Linked DNA regions of Sus scrofa: region 1 is linked to region 2. Evidence: chromatin contacts called from public Hi-C data. All regions are on one chromosome and are shown on one strand. The core of a region is the stretch at or near the end of the contact, and the rest is flanking DNA. Distances in the headings are between cores, read along the strand shown. Region 1 overlaps LOC110257052 (a long non-coding RNA gene). Region 2 holds the start of LOC106506214 (collagen alpha-1(I) chain).

Evidence for each region. Hi-C and Micro-C count contacts between places; a contact is called where the count stands out from the background.
Region 1: a Hi-C map of embryonic fibroblasts shows a contact between it and region 2, with 2.6 times the contacts expected there. The contact joins the enhancer-like site here to the promoter of LOC106506214 in region 2. A contact is called at or near these places in 1 of 5 promoter capture datasets (liver), 8 of 47 Hi-C or Micro-C datasets (alveolar macrophages, embryonic fibroblasts, fetal skeletal muscle and 3 more) and 2 of 2 datasets of contacts at active chromatin or transcription factors (alveolar macrophages and skeletal muscle).

The regions. Positions count from the first base shown.
Region 1 is chr15:45,473,085-45,477,058 of Sscrofa11.1, forward strand. The region is part of intron 1 of LOC110257052 (a long non-coding RNA gene); the gene reads right to left. Among named protein-coding and RNA genes, the nearest start is that of ENPP6, 34 kb to the left of the region's middle. Within about 2 kb of position 1,832, at least 4 of the 83 cell types and tissues checked have an H3K27ac peak or open chromatin away from gene starts, as enhancers often do. A contact at or near this core is called in alveolar macrophages and embryonic fibroblasts, where this site is marked.
Region 2 is chr15:45,632,401-45,636,186 of Sscrofa11.1, forward strand. It overlaps LOC106506214 (collagen alpha-1(I) chain), which reads right to left and starts at 1,757. Exons shown (of 1, transcript XM_021075624.1): 1 at 1-1,757. The coding sequence starts at 1,264. The coding sequence ends at 653. The region is part of intron 4 of IRF2 (interferon regulatory factor 2); the gene reads right to left.

The DNA.
Region 1 (3,974 bases), core at 582-3,081, 160 kb before region 2:
TTAAGAACCCATTTTGAGTCAAGCACTGTGATGGGGTTAGAGAATACAGAGATGAGTGAAACAGACATAGCACCATTTTGATGTAGCTTATATTGGAGGGTTAGCCATAATTTTAAATGTGACACTTTCTATGAAGAAAATGAACAGGGTGCTTATTTGAGGAATAACAGGGGCTACCTACTTAGATAAAGTTGTCAGGAAAGGCTTCTGTGAAGGGGTGGTATTTAATCTGAGTCAGCTATGAAAAGAGCAAGTAAAGAGCATCACTGGCAGAGAAAGCAACATGTCTTAAGGTGAAAAAAGGGTTCTGTGTGCTTGAGGAACTATAAAAAGACCAATGTGCCTAGTGAATGATCCAAGATAAATTAGGAAAGATAAGCAGTGTCACCTCATCTAGGACAGTTACAGCCAGGAAAAGCAGCACTTTACAAAAGGAAATTGAGTGTGAATGTATATGTGGGTATATACATGTGTATATGTACATATTTGTATAGATACATACACAAATATAAATATGTTTAAGTATATGCATAGGTATTAATTGTTACTGTATAGAGAAGGAACTAAAAGAGACAATAGAGGCAGCAAAAAGGCAGATGATCAGAATTCAGGGATGAGATGACAGTGCCTTGAACTGAGGTGATGGCAGTCAAGGTGGGGACAAGTTGACAGTTTAAAGAAATATTTGGAGGTTGAAACATATGTAACTACTGATGGACCACAGGAAGTCATGAGGGACAGCAGGGCTTAAGCATGACTCAGGATTCTGGCTTGACAACACAGTAGATGAATATGAAAGGACAGTAAGAGAGACTCAAAATGCAATCGCAAAACTAAAACCACCCTGGGGGAAGTGAAGAACTGAAGTAGCAGAAAATAGAAGGTAGGATGTGAAGGGCAAATTTGAGAGATTCTTCCAGAATGTAGAGAAAAAGAGAACAGAGATTAGAGAGATGACAAAGATGACAGAGAATACAAAACCACTCTTCTGGATAACTGGTATTTCTAAAGGAGATACAGGAGTTACTGAATAAAAACAACAAAGAAAACAGAACGGTTTCCTGAAACCAACAAAACTTAAGTCTAAAAATCTTAAAAACCAAGGAAAATTAGAGTCCAACATCTAGATATTCCCTTGAGAAGCGCTTGCATTTACAAAATAAATAATCAGATTTTTTAAGTTATCTGCTGAGAAAAACACAAAATCCGTGTCACCTTAAGACTTTTGCTCCAAGGCAGTTGTTACCAGAGGCAATGGAACTACATCTAGAGGTTTGAAACATAGCAAGTATGACTCAATAATTCCATAGCAAGCCACTATTGTCGCTCATGTGAGAGAAAAAAAAGATATTAACACATCTGCAGAGCTAAGAAAATATACTCTCCACATGTTGTTACCCCCCCACACACACACGCAAAAGTACTCAACCCCTCTCTAACAAGGGGTGATTCAAGAATGGAGCAGTTATGATACAGAAAAGGTGAGTGAGAATATTTTAATTTAATCATAGAAGTAAGGCTAAAAAGTGTCAATTTTCAAAATAGAAAGTGAATGAAATGCTGTTTGAAAGAAAAGTTATACAGTGAAAAATACAGTATACCACTAATATAAATCTATCTAAAATCCCAAATATCTACAAAAATTGGGAAAGGTGAATGAAAATTTTGACAGTGAGTGAAAATAATCTGACTTGTTTCACATAATTTGCATAATTACTATGAAGAAAATGAATGGGGTGAGATTAGCAGGCAGAACTACTTAGATGAAATAGCCAGGAAGGACTCTCTAGAGTATCACAGTTCCCTGACTCATCTGCAGGTGGAGCTGAGGTTTTAAAAGAAGGACAGAGTATTTATATGCTGATCTCATAGTATTTAATCAGTTACAGGACTGACCCACTAATATGACACAACTGGAACTCATAACCAAGAGAAATGAGAATTAAAAACGCTGTATTCCTTAACTCAGCTTTAGCTGACATAGAGGTGGTTTAAGAAGACAGAGCAGGAAGCTTATCCTTCATCTCATAATTAAAACAGGGAAATATTTGGTGAATATTTACAAAACTGTTAGCATCTCATACAAGTTAGATCGATATTTATTCTGTATCTTGACCTCATAAAGTTGAAGAGAATGTATGTTTACAAAGAAGAGCAAAGAGTTTTATGTAATATTGAAAAGTTTCCACAGTTTCAAAGGCAACTGGCTTACAAACATTATACCATGAATATTTACTATAGGAAACTACATTGGTTGAAATTTGTTGTAGAACATTGCTTATTCACATAATATTATAAATAACAGTGAAATTAATATTCACTTAGATCAGGGGTGGGCAAACTTTTCCTGTAAAGAACCAGATAACAAATATCTTTGGTTTTCAATGCTGCCACCACAGCATGAAAAGCAGACACAGAAAATACAAAAAAGAATAGGCATGTCTGTGTTCCAATAAAACTTTATTTAAAAAACAGGTAGCAGACTGGATGTGGCTAGGGGCCATAGTTTGCTGATCACTAATTTAGATGATTCTTCTAAATCATTCCTCTCTGTAGAACTTAATCCTCTAGCCATCACGCTCTCTGCCCTGCCGCAGTCACTTTCATGATCCCGTCTTGAGCCTTGACATCATTCCTAACAACTGCCACCCCTCCATAACCTCAATTCATCTGCTCCACCCATGGACCATCACTTTTTTCTTTCTCACTCCCTCTAGAACCCTGACCATATAATCCTTTGAACCCACCAGGTCCTTCAACCCAATGATCCTGCCATCTCTACACTTGTCCTTCACCCACACACAATATCCATATCCCTCCTTCAGTCGCACAGGAAATTATCATCTCTCCCTTCCATAAAACTTCGACTTTCTTGCCCCTCTTTCACTTTGTCACTCACTTGACAAAATTACAACTGTAGTTAAATCCAGCTCTGCAGATACTGTGCAGCTGAATGGTCCTGGAGAAAATCCCAAAGCCCCCATTTGAATTCATGACCATAAATCTCAAGCAGGCACTTTCTGTGCCATTTTCCCAATCCGTCAGTCTCCATTCTCTCCATAAACCTCCAGCACCATCTCCACCACCATCACAAAACCCAGAACAGACAAGGCTTATCATTTCACTGTAAAATTGGAAGCTATCAAAACAGAAGTTCTACAAATATATATAGGCTGGCCCGCCTTCCTCCTCTCCTGTACCTGCTCCTGCCTAAGGTTACTGCTTCCCTGTGGGCTGGATCCCATGACCTCTTACCTACTTAAAGATACCACTCCAGCTATTTCCACCCTCTTCCCCAGAGTCTCCACAGAACCACTGCTATGAGTTTTAGTAACTATTTCTCCAATATCCACCTAGAGCTAACTCTCAGTCATTCTGGGTGGGGAAGGAGGAGGAAAGACAGGTCAAGTAGAGTGAGGCTGTCCTTGTCCAATGTGCAGAACTAAGGCAGAGGGAGATCAAAGCTCCAGTGTAGCCCCAAGACTGCCCCACCCCAATGCCTCCAGCTTCCCAGCCAGATTCCGAAAAAAGAAAGTCCTATAGTGCCAGCTAAATTTACTTGAAAAGGTAAAGAGCTTAATCCAGTTTCCAGCAGCCGAGGCCTATGACCTGAGCCCACATCAGACTGGGAAGACAATTCAGATGCTTGTTAGCCCATGCTCACTTACTTTTAAGTTTGTGAATATCATTACCTTTCATCTTCTTGTGCCATCAAACAATCTTTATAAGAAAAATTCTTGATTGTCTTGACTGAATTCAGTGGGAGAGGATACTTTTCTTTTCCATTATTTGCACTGGGATAGCTCAGGTAATATAAATGCTCAGTGAGGACAGGTGTGGTGGCTGCAGGATCTGGGTGAACATGGGGTGCACCCAGGTGGGGAATGGGGAGAAAACACAGCTAAAGCAGGGGAGGGGACAGGGAAGGTCCTGGGTTGAACTCCTCCCCACTGGATTTGGCTCTCCCATGCTGG
Region 2 (3,786 bases), core at 507-3,006:
ATGTGTGTGCATGGGATTAAACAGGGGTCACCCTCCAGGTCTTGGTAAGGGAGCGGAGCATGCGCCTGCCTAACTTCAAGACCATCGACCTGGTCCCAGTCTGTCACCAGCCCCCTGTCTGCACCTGCCTTAAACACCAAAAAAAGCTCAGGCTGCTAAGTTCCAATGTTATCTGCAGTCGGTTTGAAAACTAATAAGTGAATGCAAGCTTGACAGCAACCTCGGTGATTCCTGAAAATCCACAACAGGAAATGTAACTATCCTCCACCCTCCCTTGCCATTCATCAAAAGCAGACCTAGTCACAGCAACAGGGAGGCCAGTGGCAGAAGGTAAATGCTGGCACTTTTCCTCAACTAGGAAACCTCCGAATATTCTTAACCCAGGGCTGGGAGCACTACCCGTAGCCCACACTGGGGGAAGGGAGCGGGTAAAATATCCCTAAGTTACAAACACTATACAGAGGGGGTGAAAACTACTAAACGCCAAGCCGCAAGTATGGGGCAACCTCGACTGCCAGTCCCAGGGGTCACGTTCACAGCCGATGACCAGGGGTCCTGCCTACACCGACTGACTCGGGCACCTCGTCCGGCGCTGGGAAGACCGTTTCTGAGCCCGGCTCTGGCTGCCAGCCTCCTGCCCTCTTCTTCCCCTCTAAAGGGGCAAGGGGGTGAGGGCGGCCAACGCAGCCACACGTGCGGCCCAAACCCAGACGCCAGTGCGTCCTCGGAAGGGGATGAGTTGCATCCTGAAGCCCCTGGAACTTGGAAAGGCTGCCCGAGCCCTCTCGGGGCCGGGTCCCAGGCCGTAGCCCCGCGAGCGGGCGGGCGCCACGATCGGCCACAGCGGGCATCGCTTGGTGGGCGAGCCCGGCCCGCGAGGCGGAAAGGAAGTGGCGGCCGCGGCTTTGCACCAACCACGTTTGGCCGGCGGGCGAATGCCACTCGGCGCCCCGAGCGGGATCGGAGGGCGCGGGGCGGGCACACGCGTCCCCACCCCGCCGCCGCCCGCGCCCCGGGACCCCCAGGGGAGCCGGCACCCGGGCTTGCCAGCAGGGCGCCGCTCGGTCCCCGGAGGCTCCCCGCCCCCACCTCGCCCGCTCCGTAGCCGAGGCGGGTCAGGCCCAGCGCGCGAGGCCGGCCCGGGGGCGCCCGCGGGGACCCGGAGGCGCCCGGCGCTAGGCCGCGGCCGGGGCCGCTGACCCCTGGGCGCGGCGCCCTCCCAGGACGCGCCGCCCGAGCCCCCGGCGCGCCGGGACAAGTGCATCGACAAGGCCCCAGGGCCAGCCCGGGCGCTGGCCGGCGGGAAGGAGGACGCGGCGTCCCTCCCGGGCGGTGGCGGCAGCGGCCCAGCCCCCAGGAAGCCGGGCGCGCCGGCCAGGCCCGGCGCCCAGCCGGGTTCCGAGCCCGCCCGCCGGCCCCGGCCGCTGGCACCCGACGCCCGCGACCCTTCCCCGAGTCCGGCAGGCGGGCGAGCCCTGGGACCGCCGCCGGGCTCCGCATCAAGTTTCCTTTGGCCGCGGCGGGAGGTGCCTCTCCCGGCCAGACGCGGGGCGCAGGCTGCGGGCGGTCGGCGGGTTCCTGTCTATTTATGCCAGAAGCTGCCGGGAGAGAGCCACTGCCGCCGGGCACCGAGAAGGACCCGCTTCTCTCCTTAGGATCTGGTGGCTACGGCGTCTGTAAACATACACACGCACCCACATGCACCCGATAATTTTGTTTTAAAAGGAGGCCCGACTCCAACAGTCCTGCACCCCCCCCAACACCTGGGGTGCAGAATCACACAGAGCAGGTCTGTGTCCATGGAGCCACCTCTCCGCATCTGCAAATCCAAAAGTGAAATTAAACCTCCACTAACCTCCTCCTCCTCCTCCTCCCTCTTTACCTCCTCCTCCTCCTTGCAGCCTCAGCAGCCCCAGTAGCAGCAGCAACAGCAGCAGAAACCTGCTTTCCCTAAAATCAGATGATCCATAATAGCGCCGACTGTTCCTCCAAAAATCAGTATTAATATTTATGAACCTCAGCATTTTCCGTCTGCCAAACATCGTGTCAAACCATCAGGACGCGCGCACACACAGATCCCCTCCAGTCCTCATAAACATGCCCTCGAGAAAAACACACACGCACAGTCACAACTATTATTTGAAAAATGTTACCTCTCAGTGTGCTTTTTCACGCTACCAATACAATTCCGCAAGGCTTAAGTGTTGCTAGGGTGTGTGAAATGGAAATGAAAGCCCGTCAGTTGAATAATCGCAGGAGCAAAACTAAAAGTTACTCCCCGGCTTGCCTGAGAACAGTCCAGATCGAAAGCAAAACAAGGAGAGGAAACTGCGAAGCGCTGAGGCTGGAAATCCCCCCACCCCCCGCCCTCCTGCCAGCCTCGCTCCCTCCCTCCCTCCCTCCCTCGCTCCCCCCTCCTCCCTCCTCCCTCCTCCCTCCGCCCTTCCTCCCCAGTGTTTGTTTCAAGCTTGTGCAACCGGGAGGTGGAGGCGGAGGGAGGGCTCGAGCAGCCCGGCCGGGAGGTGCGGAAGTTCGCCGCCGCCGTTCATTGGCCGGCCGCACGGCTTTCATCATTTCTCGGAAAAGTCAATTTCATTTTCACTTCCCCACGACGCGGCAGCAGGAGCAACAAGCGGCTGCTCGCGAGTCTGTTGCTCGCACCTCCCGGCGCTCACACTCCCGCGCTCACACTCGAGCGGGGACCCGGGGGGTTACGGGCCGCGAGCTTGGGTTCCGGCCAGAAGCTGTTAACGGTAGGAGGGAAAGGCAGGTACCTACCTACCTGACTCTCCATCCTAAACGTAACCTGAGGGTGGGAAGGAAGGAGGAGGAGGACGTGCCGGGGAAGCAAAGCTCTTGCCATCCAGTTGGTGGGGCAGGTGTAAGAGACATCTAGAGCCTGTTTTCTGAGTGAATAAAAACTCACTTTGTAACACTTCCCACTTCAAGGAACAAAAGGAGCAATTAACCGACAAGATAGCATTACTTAGATATTAGTGCAATGACTGGGCCAAGGGGCCAAGTGTCGCGACGTCCTGCACTTTATTTGAACCCTTATCGGTAGTTGACAGTGTAACCCTTTGAGGGGCTGCCGGTCATCTGGGACACCGCCTGGAGCTCTTTTGGGGGGGCGATAAGAAAGGCCTTCCCCTAGTAAGTCAACAGCAGCACTCTCCCAGCCTGAGTGTGCAACGGAAGTGACCCTACTGCAGGATGAGATGGGCAAGGGTGATAGCTAATTTTCCTGAAAGAGTCTTCATGTGGCTGGTCCAGGATTGAGGTTTTATACTGTAGTACTTGCAGCCAGGTTCAAACTTGGCCTCTTTAACTTACTAGCTGGGCATCCTCCATCAAGTGGCTGAACCCGAGGCCTTAGTATTCAGTGCCTTGGCATGAGGATGAGTGAGAGAATGCAAGAATCCAGGCACAGCACTTGTCATGTTCAGGGTAAGTTAGCTCAAACTAAGACAATTCCCTGGGGACCTGCCACTTTGGGGTCCTTTGCTTTAAAGTATGGGTTCTTTCCTGCCATGCAGTTTCCTTGGCTCTCTCCCACACTTCTCTCCCCAACACATAAAGTCCCTTCCTGGGAGGTCACAGCTACATATATGTAAACACTGTTCTAAAAACGTAACTCCAAGAGTTCTTTTTTTAAAATTAATTGTTTATTTTTCCATTATAGTTGGTTTACAGTGTTCTGTCAATTTTCTACTGTACAGTAAAGTGACCCAGTCACACATACATATATACATTCTTTTTCTCACATTATCCTCCCTCACTCTCCAT